Linked DNA regions of Mus musculus: region 2 is linked to region 1. The links are chromatin contacts, called in public Hi-C maps. All regions are on one chromosome and are shown on one strand. The core of a region is the stretch at or near the end of the contact, and the rest is flanking DNA. Distances in the headings are between cores, read along the strand shown.

Evidence for each region. Hi-C and Micro-C count contacts between places; a contact is called where the count stands out from the background.
Region 2: a contact with region 1 is called in a Hi-C map of the C2C12 cell line, with 2.6 times the contacts expected there. The contact joins two enhancer-like sites. A contact is called at or near these places in 2 of 15 datasets of contacts at CTCF or cohesin (both in the NIH/3T3 cell line), 4 of 484 Hi-C or Micro-C datasets (the C2C12 cell line, embryonic fibroblasts, liver and 1 more) and 1 of 115 datasets of contacts at active chromatin or transcription factors (the NIH/3T3 cell line).

What each region holds. Positions count from the first base shown.
Region 1 is chr2:113,613,939-113,617,931 of GRCm38.p6, forward strand. The region is part of intron 15 of Fmn1 (formin 1); the gene reads left to right. Among named protein-coding and RNA genes, the nearest start is that of 4930533B01Rik, 93 kb to the right of the region's middle. Within about 2 kb of position 1,998, at least 8 of the 459 cell types and tissues checked have an H3K27ac peak or open chromatin away from gene starts, as enhancers often do. A contact at or near this core is called in the C2C12 cell line, where this site is marked.
Region 2 is chr2:113,805,088-113,808,847 of GRCm38.p6, forward strand. The region is part of intron 2 of Scg5 (secretogranin V); the gene reads right to left. Among named protein-coding and RNA genes, the nearest start is that of Scg5, 22 kb to the right of the region's middle. Within about 2 kb of position 2,159, at least 22 of the 459 cell types and tissues checked have an H3K27ac peak or open chromatin away from gene starts, as enhancers often do. A contact at or near this core is called in the C2C12 cell line, where this site is marked.

The sequences.
Region 1 (3,993 bases), core at 748-3,247:
GAGCTCCTTTTCTGGAAAAGTCTGAGTCAGAAGTCCTGAGTTAAAATCTTTGATTTACAAACTGTGGAACTCTTGGCACATTGTTGGGTTTCCTCACCTTCTAGGATCCAAGAACTAAAATTAAGGTACTACTACTCATTCTCATGAGTTCTGTAGAATTTACAGAAGCATATGAAGGCAATCCCTCAGTACAGTGTGAGCACAATACATGGGGCCTTCTACTACCATCGTGCCTTTGCATATGAACTTCCGTCCATCCGTGGGCTCTCTTCACACTCACCTTCAGAGTGCCTTGGCTTCTCTCTATTGCTTCCATCTTTGCACAGCACGCCCTCAGTTGGCTGAAATGCTGCTAGCACATTTCCCTGTTCCCACTCCAGACCTCAGTGACCACCCATCAGACAGATTGCCAGCACCTGGGTACTTGTTCTCAGCATCAGATCTAAACTCATAGCCATAGACCCCAGATGCCACCCTTACTTCCTCTACCTCTGCCACTCCCATCCCATCCCATCTAGTCCCTCCCCCTTAGCCACATCATACTTCCTTTGGTTCCAACCTGATGAACCTTGTCTCTCCTTCAGGATCTTTGCAGGACCTATTCCCTTTGGCTGCAAGGCTCCATGACTCGAGCCTTCTCTGCCTACCCAGGCCTAGAAGTCACTTGGAATTCAAGATCTCTATTGCAGCTCTCTATTTTGATGTTGCTCTTAATTTCTATTTATTTTCTGTAAATTTACCTTCTTCTGTCATCCACCTCTATTGTAAGTATATATTTAGCATGGCATTTTTAGTTTATTTGTATTATGCCCAACAGGACAGGCCATATGCTCACTATTCACTCTGTATTCAATGAGTAAATGGATAATCAGACAAATCACTGATGATAGAAATGGTTCAATTTCAGCTACTTGCTGGTTCTGGCAACTTGACACAATCAAGAGTGATTTGGGGAAAAGGGAACCTCAGTTGAGAAAATGTCCTCACCTGATTGGCCTATGGTCAAGCCTGAGGACATTTTGTAGATTAATGACTGAGGTGGGAGAGCCCAGCTCAGTGTGGGTGCTGCCATTCCTGGGATGGTGGTCCTGAGTTATGTAAGAAAGCAGGCTGAGCAAGCCAGGAGGAACATGCCAGTAAGTAGTGTTCCTCCATTGATCTCTGCTTCAGTTCCTGCCTCCATGTTCCTGCCTTCGCTTCCCTCCGTAGTTGGCTATTACCTGGAAGTTTAAGATGACGTAAGCCCTTTCCTCTCTGAGCTGCTTTTCACCATAGATTTTATTACACTAATAAAATACTAACTAAGACAACTGTTAACTTTGCTCCCAGAGAGAAATTGGCAATCCCAGAGAGATTAATTCCTTAATGCCTAGCAATGCCAACGAGCATTAGTGGCTCAACTCTTTCAAGAAACAGACCTCAAAGCTATTCAAAGATTGACAGACCAGAGAGATGGTGAGTCCATCAGCGCCTGACAGAGGCTGTTACTGTGGAAAGGCAAAACAGGTGCCATTAGAAGTAATTCTGAAGATACAGTCTAACTTTGATACTATTAAATTGTTATTGCTGTGTTGTCTTAGTGTACGCTACAAAACTCTTATTCAGTGGGTTGTTGAGTGTATTTCTAGACTTAAGTGACTTGAAATAACTGAAAACCCCAAGGAGTCTGAACACTTACAGGATATGAAAGCCAATTATAAATTTTTATCAGGCTCAGATCTCAGGTGTGCCCTTTATAAATGATTCTCAAAAATCTGTCTTGAATTAATCCATGCCTCGAGCATTCTTGATTTGATAGTGCCTAAAAATAGAACCCATATCCAGCGTAGTATCCTGCCCATGGGGACAAAAATGGCCAAAGCAGGTAGTCATAGCAACGGAAACTTGTACCCCTCACCGTTTAGTCTAGAATGGGCTTCCTTTCCTTGACTGTGAATCAACTGTGACCCTCCAGGGTCCCCCACACAGGCTACACCCATACCAGATCTTCCATCATTTCCTTTTTGCTTTTAAAGTGGGGTGATGACTCACAGATACCACATAAAACCTTCTAGATCTTTATAATTGCTCTCAACCTTTAAAATCTATCTTGCTATTTTATGCCTTTTTTTTTTTTTTTTTTGGTTTTGGAGTAACGTTAACTGATTAAAATGTAAACATTGCATAGTGTTAGTGGGTGATTCTCATAGAGCCCTCATGCAGCTTCCCACTCTCAGCACCGTGGATCGCTGTGGAGTAATTGTCAAAGCTAATACATTTCTAGTACTAGACTTCAGGGTTTCTATGGCACTCACTGCTTTTTCCATCCATGCCCTCATCCTGTCCTCGAGTCACCACACTGTGCTGCCATGGCTTTCGGTTCTCCATTGATCTCCTATACCTATGTTTAGCAATAGCATTTCACCCTTTTCATTTAAAGGTATACAAGCAGAACTTTACACAATCATATGTAAATTACATAAATTCCGTAAAATGAGAAGCTAGAACAATCAAGTTTTGAAAGACCACAGCTGCTCTTGACAGGGACAAATTCACAAGGACACCAGACAGCGGCCTATGAGCTGCAGGGACACCAGACAGCGGCCTATGAGCTGCAAGCTTTTAACCTGAGTTGGTATTGGGAAAGGATCATTAACTTGGCAAGTCTGATTAAAAAAGGAGTAAGGAGGTATCCATAAAGTTACACTGGTATGATGGTTCAGCCATTCTTCCACCAAAGTCTCAGACAGGAACCGGTAAGCCTAGGCTCATGCCGCCAAGCCTGACTCTCCCATCTCAGTTGCCAAGCCAGCTACAGCATCATGAACTTGTACCAGGTCCAGATATTTTCTAAACAGAAGATTTGTGGGTGTTTGTGAATACCAAAACATTTTTTCACCCAAGTAAATTGTGTATCTAGGATCTCACGGAAGATTCACACTGCACAAGTGAAAGCTGTCTTGTCAGAAAACCAAATGAGCAATTAGAAAGAGAGCTTTTGAAATCAGACTTTTTAATCAGACCAAAGGGAATGGGAGTTTTATCCAGTGCCTTTCTTCTTGGGTTCTCCCTAAGACTTCTTGGTTTTAGGTGGACAGGGCCTGTGGGCTGTCACTCTGACTTTTAATTATTCATGGGACGCTCAGTGGACCTACATGGTAACTGGCAACCCTGGCTTTGATGGTTTCATGCCACTTAGAAACCTCACCTCTTACTAGGCCCTCTGCTTCCTATTTCAAATAAAGGGATCCCCATAACAACACTTGGAGGTTTGGCTAATGCTTCCCTGGGGCCGATAGAGTCCCTGAGGCATGTGCACTAGTGGCCCAGTTTTTCCAGAACTTCCCTGGAGGCTGTAGAGGTAAGAGCAGGATGGCACAAAGGGAGGCTGATACCCTGGGCTCAGACTCTGCCTCAGCTACTGATCATCTGTGTGACTTTTCTCACCATAGGTAAAAAATGGAGAACGTAACAGGACCAAACTCAGGGGGTTCTCATGAAAAAGGGAGGAGAAAGTCTAACGCAGAAATGCTGCTAGAGTCTTTGACAGGATGAGACGGAAACATAAAGGTGATCTGCTCTGGACTGTAAAGGTTAAGACCTTGTAGTAGTTTGAAGGAGTTAGACAGAGATATGTTATGTCCACATAAGTTTGGAGGACCACAGAAGAGTAGGACCACCAACCATCCTTGGTCAAGAACACAGAGAGGAAACAACCAATGGAAATCTAGGGCGCTGGATAACACACGAGACCTGACCATTTGTATTTTTAAATTACTTTTCCGGATCATTTTGATGGTTGTTAAAACCATCATCGAATCCCTCAGTATATAAAAAAGAAAAATCTGCAGGGTAGGAGGACCTTGTTCAACCTTTTCAATGTGTTTATTTTTTCAGCAAATATTTATTTTAAGCGCTGAGCTAACTGCTAATTTTAAATAAACTCACTGAAATATCAAGCCATTTAGAAACACATTTTAAGAACAAATATTTTCCACACTTCTATGGAAGAAA
Region 2 (3,760 bases), core at 909-3,408, 190 kb after region 1:
TCTGTAGTTTCCAAGCTCCTCTCCACCCCCGTGCTCATTTCTGAGGAACACCAAATCTGGCATCCAAGCTGATGCATCTGCAATGGCCAGACACATGGTCCCTTGTCAGGTCTCCCTGCCATCCGAGGGCATCTGAGGAAAGGAAACCAGCACTGCAGCATTTACCTAATGGGACTCCACTCCACAATTCTGACTGCCCTCTTCCTCACAGAAACTCAGCAGAGCCAGACCCAACAATGAAAAGGAATGAGGCAAATAACCAAGTTCTCCTGAGCCTGGAATTATCTCTACTCCCAAGTTGTACCATTTGGAAAGCGGCAGACAACAGGGTAGAAACAAAGGAAGAAAGTCTAATGCTGAGGTCACCACTTAACAGAATGGGTGAACGTGTTGTTTTCTAGAATGATGTTGGGACAGATTACTGGGTGTGCATTTGTCCTATTATTTCAGGGACATCAGGCACACTTTGAGGAAAGGCCACCCTGGTCATACATCTTCCTTCTGTTCACTTCAGGACAGTGATGTGGACTTAAGGGACTCCACCCGTGACACAGAACTTCAAAAATTTGTGTAAATCTTGAGCCTGTTCTCACCCCTCAATGCTAAATGGCTTTATCCATGCTGATCTCCCCTTTGGACAAAGCACTCAGAAGAAGAATAACTGTGAAAGATTCTCCGAGAACAAACTGAGACGTGGGTAGCTGGGAAGGAAGCTGGCCTCACCCTCTACCTGGGCTTCAGTACCACACATCCTGAGTGAGGCAGCCCTTTCCAGACCTCATTGCTCTCTTTGGTATTCCTCACATGGAACACGTGTTCAGTACCCGTCTATTTCTAGGGCTGTCTTTATTCCATGAGAGAAGAGGGTTATGAAATACTTCCCAGTATACCAGCTGTCGTTTCTACAAACAGGTCTATTCCAGTCTACAAAGTCCTAGCAGTAGTCTGACAGGGAAGTTGAATGCAGTCCCTCATTGCATGCACAATGAGTGTGGCTATTTCAAAGGCCTTGCAGCCATTACCATTATTTTCCAATTGCATGTGCATGGGTGTTTTGACTTCATGCAGTCTATACATCATGCGTCTGTCTGATGCCTGTGGAGTTCAGAAAAGGGCACTGGGTTCCCTGGATCTGTAATTAGAGAGAGTTGTAAGGTGTCATGTGGGTGCTCAGAATCCAACCTTGGTCCTCTGGAATAGCAGTCAGTGTTCTTAACCACTGAGCCATCTGTTCCAGCCCTTTTGAAATATGAGTTTGTATTGCTTTTCTTAACACGGGTTTCCAAGTTGCACAAGACTCAGGCCCCGAGGAACTTGACGCTGCTCTCTGATGTTCCTACAGTCATCGATGATTTCTTCAGATGCCATTATTTCAACTCAGACCCATTCAGCACAAATATTTACAGATCCACTAGGTCTGTAGCCATGGAGAAATGAGAACTCAATTCTGAAAAGTTAGAGTGATTGGATCTGATTCTTTTGATCCCAAGGAAGGGAGTGGGAAAAGGGTGGGCAAAGGAAGAAAAGAGGAAGCAGAGAGCCGTGCCTCCCAGATCCACAGTTGACCTTCCATCAACAGCTGTCATAGGCCCTCCTTCAGCAAAGAATGTCAGCTCTTCAGACTCAATTTTCTATGAAACGCGCGTGGTGGGTGGATAGGAAGTTCCCAGACGTCCCACTCTGACCCTTGATTCTGTCGCATGCATCGGTTTGCTTTATTGTGGCACTTCTCACTGGAGTCTCAGAACAGCCTCGGGCACCAGCCAGTGGAATTTTCTGGTGAGCCTCAGGCATCAGACTGAGCACTCTTCCTGCTACGCTGGGCTGAGATCCTTGCCAGCCGAGCAGTAAGTCAGGCTGATGTCATTAGTTTTGATGGCCTTCAGATATGTCCTGTTGTCAGGCTAAGTCAAGGAGGAGCGCTTGATAGTAAGCAGCGTCTCGGCCTGCTCAGGGACAGGGGCTGAAGCTGGAGTTGGCACCGCGGCTCACAGGGAAAGGCTTTCTTTCTCTGATGCCTCCATTTAAAACCTGGCTTTTTCCCCCCTCCAGATTGAGCCCCCCACTGCTGCCAGCTCGGTTGTCAGGGGGTCAGAGTTACTAATAAACAAGCGTCACCAGTTGTAGATACCCAGGGCACCAAACCCAAGCTGCTGGGAGGCCTGGGGCCCAGAAATCTTCCATCCTAGCATTCCCGGCTAAACAGTGAAGAACCATCATATTAAAAGGTCACTGTTTCAAGCAGACCTGAAAGTGCCCCTGTCTCCTGCCAGGAAGCCAGATGGGGCAGCACTGTCAGCCTAAAGCAACCAAATCCACATCACAAAGAACACCTACTGGAGGTTCCAGGTATGTAAAGTCACTGTGAAAGTAGGCCCAGGGGTAGAATTGAGATTAGTCAGTGCTCTTCCAGTACTGGGAAAGGGGAGAGGAGGTGGGAGAGATGGCAGGGATGAAAAAAGAGATAAAGTTCCTTTCTGAGATGATAAAAAATATTCTAAAATGGATTGCTGTGACACGAATACACAGAAAACCATGAAACTGTACAGTTTATTAGGCAACTGTGTAAAGCACAGCTGTCACATATTTTAAGCAAAAACAGGAATGGCCCTGACCACATACAAACGCATCGGGCCCACTCATGGTCACTGTCAGGTTAACTACAAACCCGACCAGTGGTGTTCTATGCAGGAAAGAGCTCTCAAGGATCTTCACTTAGCCCAGCTCAGGACCCTGGGTCAAGTAATAGCCTCCTACTCGCCAGAGCAATGATTCTATTCTGAGCCAATGGCGCCGCCTGGTGGCCATCACACAATTAATTCCCCGTCTTCTCCCGAATTTTCACTCCAATATTTCTCTACTTGTACTAAAAATCTTAGAAAAACTTTTGCTGCAAGTCTGATTGTGAAAACTCAAGGTTCTATGAAAGAGTCAGTCAGGCGCAATTACAGCTGGTGAAGAAGGAATGCATCTTGTTAACAAACACTTCAAAGAATAAGAAAAACACAGGGACGGAAAGATGTGCAGGTTTGTAGATCACGAAATAAATACTAATTAAAACATTAAGGTGCCGGGCGTTGGTGGTACACGCCTTTAATCCCAGCACTTGGGAGGCAGAGGCAGGCGAATTTCTGAGTTCGAGGTCAGCCTGGTCTGCAAAGTGAGTTCCAGGACAGCCAGGGCTATACAGAGAAACCCTGTCTCGAAAAACCAAAAAAAAAAAAAAAAAAAAAAAAGAAAAAAAAAAAAGTAAAGAAAAGAAAAAAAGAAAAAACATTAAGATACCAGTTTTACCTTTCAAGGAGTTTTTAAAGGGCAGTTGTCATAGAAGACAAATGGAAACGCTGTCCATGAGTAGAGTAGAGGGAGAGAGGGAAGGAGGAGATGGAAGAAGAGAGAAACACTGCAGCCATTGGTTAAACAGTTGAGAGCAACTTGACAGTAGTTGAGGAAATAGAACCTAAAAATATATAGAGTTTGGTCAAATTATTCTTTTCCCTGAAATGCACACCCTAGGAAATTTATCAGGTGTCTACATGAAGGGTCATGTGCATATATAGTCAGTAAGGAAATATTTATGAAAATAATAAATTGGAAAAACTCTAAGTGCCCACCACTTGGGGGATGTTTGCACTGTGTATATTTGTATAAGAGGATGTGATGCAGTTACTAAAAATCATGACATTAACTTGTTAGGATATAGAATATTTTGCTGGAATATTACCTACGAAATACAGACAAACACTATTTATGAAGGTGG